2 separate regions of the Rattus norvegicus genome follow, and region 1 is linked to region 2. The links are chromatin contacts, called in public HiChIP or PLAC-seq maps. All regions are on one chromosome and are shown on one strand. The core of a region is the stretch at or near the end of the contact, and the rest is flanking DNA. Distances in the headings are between cores, read along the strand shown.

Region 1 (2,884 bases), core at 260-2,759, 86 kb before region 2:
GTAATTGAGCCAGCAAAATATTGATCCTCCTCCTCCTTTCTTCACACACACACACATACAAACTTAGAAAAGCCTCTACTTGTACCCTAGAGGTACACAGGGGATGACCCTCTGTATCTCTGTTGATATTAGTAACGACCACCTATGCCAGTTGATGGGGTAATGAGGTGAGGGGGAAGACGAAGGAAGGGCTCGTGGGGATGTGGCCCCTTTCTCTTCCGTGCTATCCCCAGTGTGCAGCCCCACTTTGGGAATGATGTGTTGGCAGAGCCCTGAATGGTATGTTGGTAATGAGCCCCGAGGGCACCCAAGCCGGCAACTAATACCCCCACCCCCACCCCAGCTGCACCCTACAATGTGTAAGACTTGAGACTGTTCGCACGCAGCTTTTTCTACGCGGCATTTCCTACGTTAATCACTGTCTGGGCTGACTCCCGCTAAGGAGGATCCGGGAGCGGCTAGAAGGAATGCAAAGCCTTCCCGACAGATTCCAGGCGCGCCAACTATGAGCCAGGCTCCCCGGGAGCACGGAACATTTCCGAGGCCTCTCATCACACACACGTCCCAATCTAATCCCCTAGATGCACAATCTTTCAAATTCTTAGGGTTGAGCAATTTCTAAAAATCAGCTTCCTTACTCGGACGTTGTACCTGGGCTGCTCTGGAACACTGCACTCGGAAAACCAGCTACCTTTCTAAGCAAACATGCTTCTCTGGCCTTGGCTCGGGCTCCCTCCAGCAAAAAGAACCAACGCTAGTCTCTAAGTCAGCCAGACCAGGGTTCCCGCGTTTCCCACCTCCACCGAGGTGGACCACTAGCACTGGTGGTTGCCCGAGTGCCCCGGGCAAGCAAAACCCACACCCGCGAGAGGTCTTTAAGCATCGCGGGTCCGCCTCTCTCCCTAACCCTCTTTGTTTTCCAAATACTTCAGCGCTGACGTCACCGGACTGGACAGCAGGCTGCATTCTTTCTAAGTGAGAGCCAGTTCGTGGCTCCGGAGAGGATTTTCCAAGGAAGACAAAGAGGAATTCTTGATCTAGCTGACGGTAAAAGCCACCTGTATCCCCAATCTAGACAAAGCAATCACGGTGACCCCGTATTCGGCGAGATATGCCTACAGCAGCTATTCACTTGCCCCGTACGAGACGCACACTCCCAAACACTGATCCTCTGTCCTTCCTCCAGCCCCAGTGGGTCGGAGAATCGTGTCCTCACCCCCACAAAAGCGCGAGCAGCCTAGGCTAGACAGACACCCAGGATCAATCCTCGAAAGGGTGCACAGTGTCCCCTCCCCGGGGAGGCTCCTCCACTCCAGCTCCGATCTCCAGAAAGAGTCGGGCTGATCGCGGTGTCCGGGTGCCGCTGGGAAGCGTCCCCGCAGGCTTCGCGCACTACCCGGAGCGCCAGGCGCCTTGCTTACCGCTGCGGCCCGCGGCTGCCGGCGCACGCAGACCGGGTTCGGCTTAGGTACGGTCGGCAACGGAGGTGCGCACTCGTCGGTGGCGCCGACGATCTGCTTGCTCGCGCCCCAGTGCGCAGCCTCTAGGTCAGCCCGCGCTGGAGGCGGCTGCTATGCCAGGAATGTGAGAGTTTCAGGTTCCCCCTCGGGATCAAAGCGAACCACAAATAACCTCTCAGCGCGCCGCCCTCCTCCGCTCTCCGCCTCCCCCCGCCTCCTGGCCCAGCCCCCGCCTTCCTCCGGGGAGGCGGCGCTGCGGCCGGCGGCTGGGCTGGCCTCAGCCTTGTCCCCTTGTGCCACCCTGGGCTCTGGGGCCGTACGGCATTCCCTGCCTTCTGCCTTGCTGTCCTAGCTGTTGGGGGTGTCTTAACCAACTGGTCCCAAGATCGCCCCACCACTGTCCGCACCCGGTTCTCACCCGTCATCCTTACATGCACCGAGGGACGACTTCCAGGGATAAGCCTCGAACGCCCGGTGGTGGCTGCAAGAGGGGTCTGTGGCTTTTTGGAGATGGCGGGAGGACTGCAAAGCACTTTACATCCGCCCAGCTTGGGCCGTGTTGCAGGCGAACCAACCGATGCTTCGGCCCGCAGCTGCCCAGCCTCTTTCCTAACCCCTACTATTTCACCCCCCAGCGGCAAACTTTGAATTGCACTTTTATTGTTTACAAACACCTTCGCCAGCTCTTTTAGATCCCGCCTCTACAGGAAGTGTGTGAATCTGGGTTGAAAATCTGGTGGATTTAACCCACTACCCAAATGAATCAGCCACTCACTGGGCACTCTCTCTAACTTCTCCCCAGCTCCGTTCAGCTTTAAGTCAAGCACAAGGCGGGTCACCACTTGCTCTTTACTCGGCCATAAGATTCTAGTCACTCTCCAACCGTGCTCTCATTATCTCTGTAATAAATAAGAAACCAAGGCTCAGAGAGTTTAATAACTTACCTAGGGTCACACAGAGAATAGCTGATGAAGCCAGGACTCTTTTCTTGGTCTTCGGAATCCGGGTACCCTAGCCTGATAAGGCGGGCCCAGAGAGTCTCTGCTTCCACCTACCTGTCCCCAGTTCCAATCTTTTCCAATTTGTCTACACCTAGCCAGCCCTCTTTGTCTTCCCCTTCTCTGGCTTCTGGTGTTCTACTTTAGTGTGGAATGGACTCCTCTGTCTGTCATTTCTGACTCCCCTCCTCCTCCCTCCTCTGGTTAGAGCTCCCGGTCGGCATGCATTCCTTCCTCAATCCCATTCACCTAGAATCGGCCTAGATTTCTGCCGTGGGCTGGCCAGGTCCTCCCCTCCTTTCCTCAGCACAGCGATCTCAATTCCCAACTTTGCTGGAGTAGACCAAGGATGGGAAACCTTTCAAACTCAATAGCCAGGGATGTGACTAGTTTTGCATAAAGCTTTCCTTTAAGAGTGTGTGTGTG
Region 2 (2,866 bases), core at 176-2,675:
AAACAATACTTTTCTAAGTTTTGCAGCCTTCATATGATTATCTGAAAAAAATTATCCAAAGAGCCACCACTTTTTCAGAATGCTAGCTGTGGAATTTCCTTTCTCAGCCTGTCAACTCTTATCCCTGGATGTGACCCTTGCCCATAGGCTTGTTGTCTTTCCTTCCAGACTGCTTAAAACACATTTATGTAAATTCATAGTCAGCCACGCACACACAAACATATCAACAGCACCCACACCAAGAGCTGTTGAAACATCAATTTGAGAAAAAATGTATGCAGGAAATGAAGTCTGGATGCTTAACTTAAATGATTATCATTCTTTAAGCTACCGTGGAGTGTTGAATGCATTTTTACTCTTTGATTCCAGAAGGCCGAGAAAAGTTGACAGACTCCTCCTGGTCCCAAGATCAGCAAGGGGTCAACTAGATCTTAAAACCAGAGTCAGGCAGGGGCTGGAGCTCAGGGGTAGAGTGCTTCCTGAGCAAAATGGAAGGTCCTGGGTTCAAACCCCAGTGTAGTTCCCTTAAGAGAGAACTCCCACCCAGGTCTTCTGCCTTCTGAGTTATTGCTGCTTAACCTTGACATCTCTAAAGGCCACGAGATATATTTGGACTCCACAGTTTAATATAGGATGCCTTTGAAATGCCTATCGCATTATATTGATAACAAGCGACAGGTCAGGTTTCAGGTGTTTGTCCTGGGTCCCAATCTGCTCAAATACATCACCTGCACTGCCTCATTTAACCTGAGAAGTGCGTGATGTAGGTGTACTGTCAATCTTGGTTTCAAGGAGACCTGGGTTTAGTGAGGTAATAACCTGTGAGGGGTTGTACAGCTGGAGTGTTGCCTGGCTTTGGTTTTTGAGCCGAAGTCGTCTTGTTTCAAGGTCTGTGCTCTTAATTACTGTACACACATTTTATGCATACAGAATGTTAGATAAGTAACTATTTTTTAAAAAAGATTTATTTTTTTTTATATAAGAGTACACTGTAGTTGTCTTCAGACACACCAGAAGAGGGCTCGGATCCCATCACAGATGGTTGTGAGCCACCATGTGGTTGCTGGGAATTGAACTCGGGACCTCTGGAAGAGCAGTCAGTGCTCTTAACCACTGAGCCATCGCTCCAGCCCTAGATAAGCAACTATTAAAGGGAAACAAATGAGCTGTGGATCTGACATGAAAGGTATTTCAGAGACTTTGCAAAATGAAAGCAGGGAGGGAAAGAAGTTAAATGCTTTTAGATAAGAAGATAAATGCTAGAGTTACAGTAACATAATAAAAAAAGCAAGTGACAGAAAAAAAAAAAAAACCCAAACAAATATTATGGGAAGATGGCTGACGGACTGAGAGAAAGATACAGGGTGAGAAAAGCCCGTGGGGAAACAAGGACCAGCTTCTGCCATGAGTGTCCTGAGCCCAGTGTAGGGCTCTGATGCCTGGAGCCTGTATTCCCAAGACTCCCAAGAGTCCCTTTACCTCCCCAGATCCGGGACAGCTTGGGTGAGAGCAGGGTGTGTGGAGAGGTAGGTACATCTCCTAAAATCACCACGGCTGTGGGAATAGAGCCTGGAAGGAGAGAGGCTGGGAATGCAAGAGCCTTGAAAGAAGACGGATCAGACCACAAGGGGTCTCAGTCAAGGGCAGGCCTTACGGCAAACTCACTGGTGGTTTGGCAGAAAGTCCGCCAGTTACCAGCATGGCTGCCACTTAGTGAGTAGCATTTAGAAGGCAGGTGGCATGGAATCTGGGGGCAGAACGTCCGGAAGAGCGAAGGCAAGACCAGAGTATGGGTGGAGGAAAGTCTTTTTTGCCCTTGGGTGATGGCATCTCCATAAAGGGGGTCTGAGTCACCAGGGAAGACGTGGATGACAGGGACGGGCTTTTCACATCACCCTCTCTCATTTCCTCTCCAGTCATTTGGTATTTTTGAGCTCTCTACCCTTTGTCCCCTTTTCCTGCCCCCAGCAAACCCAGCTAATGAGTGTGTGTGCGAGCATGTTTTTCTGCCCAGGCACAATCACCTCTCAGAGCGGTATTAGCCGAAAACAAAGGAAACGGCTATGATTAGTCCAAATTTGAGCCACAGAAATAGTTCTTGCATATATTTAACCAACTGAGTAAAACAATCTAAAGAAAAACAGGCATAAAGTCTTCATACTACTGAGCAGCAGTAATGGACGGAGGAGTTGAGCACTGTCCCCAGCTGTCATTGTACTTTTCATACCTTATTTGGGTCAAAGGGTCTACTCTGAGACAGGGCTAGAGAAGGTTACATAGTCATTGGCTAAGAGCCAAGGGAAACTGCAGTTAGGACATGCCCCGGAGTCACATGATTACCTTGCCTCAAGTGCTCTTAGCTGTCCGAGCACCTGTCCTGCTCAGCTTACAGAATCTTACCTGCCCCTTATCCCATGGTCACTCAGGCAAGCCTTCCAGAATTCAATCTGCAACCGCCTTGGGAGACCTTGAGAGGGCCCTGAAGTCCCTTGTATGCGGCCCCGGGCGGTCGCTAAGGAGCTCGCCCTAGTTCTCTGCTCTGCTTCTCTGGGATCTGCCTGCTTTTCTAGTGCTTTAAAGTCTGCTGATACGGAACCTTGAATGCTCGCCCTCCCAATGTAGTGACGTTTGGGTTACTCCTCTCTAGTCAACATGGAACCCTGACTGATGGCTGCTGTGGATTAGCTAGCTACATAACGTTCGGAATCCATTGCAAGATGAAAACGCTTTAACAAGCGCTTGAAAGGTTCAGGATAAGAAAGGTGAAGCGTTAGTCTAAATGCATGCTTCTGAGAGTGCAGAGCTGGCTGGCTCAGGGGCAGAGGCAGACTAGAAGTGTCCATCATCTGAGTCCCAGCTGCCCTTC

The links. HiChIP or PLAC-seq counts read pairs in DNA pulled down with a chosen protein or histone mark.
Region 1: an H3K27ac HiChIP or PLAC-seq map of oligodendrocytes shows a contact between it and region 2, with 9 times the contacts expected there. The contact joins the promoter of Amotl2 here to the enhancer-like site in region 2. A contact is called at or near these places in 11 of 12 Hi-C or Micro-C datasets (the A7r5 cell line, the Rat2 cell line, Schwann cells and 6 more) and 1 of 1 datasets of contacts at active chromatin or transcription factors (oligodendrocytes).

What each region holds. Positions count from the first base shown.
Region 1 is chr8:112,181,251-112,184,134 of GRCr8, reverse strand. Amotl2 (angiomotin like 2) reads right to left here and starts at 1,509. Exons shown (of 10, transcript NM_031717.1): 1 at 1,422-1,509.
Region 2 is chr8:112,095,325-112,098,190 of GRCr8, reverse strand. No RefSeq gene overlaps it. Among named protein-coding and RNA genes, the nearest start is that of Cep63, 12 kb to the right of the region's middle. Within about 2 kb of position 1,425, at least 5 of the 93 cell types and tissues checked have an H3K27ac peak or open chromatin away from gene starts, as enhancers often do.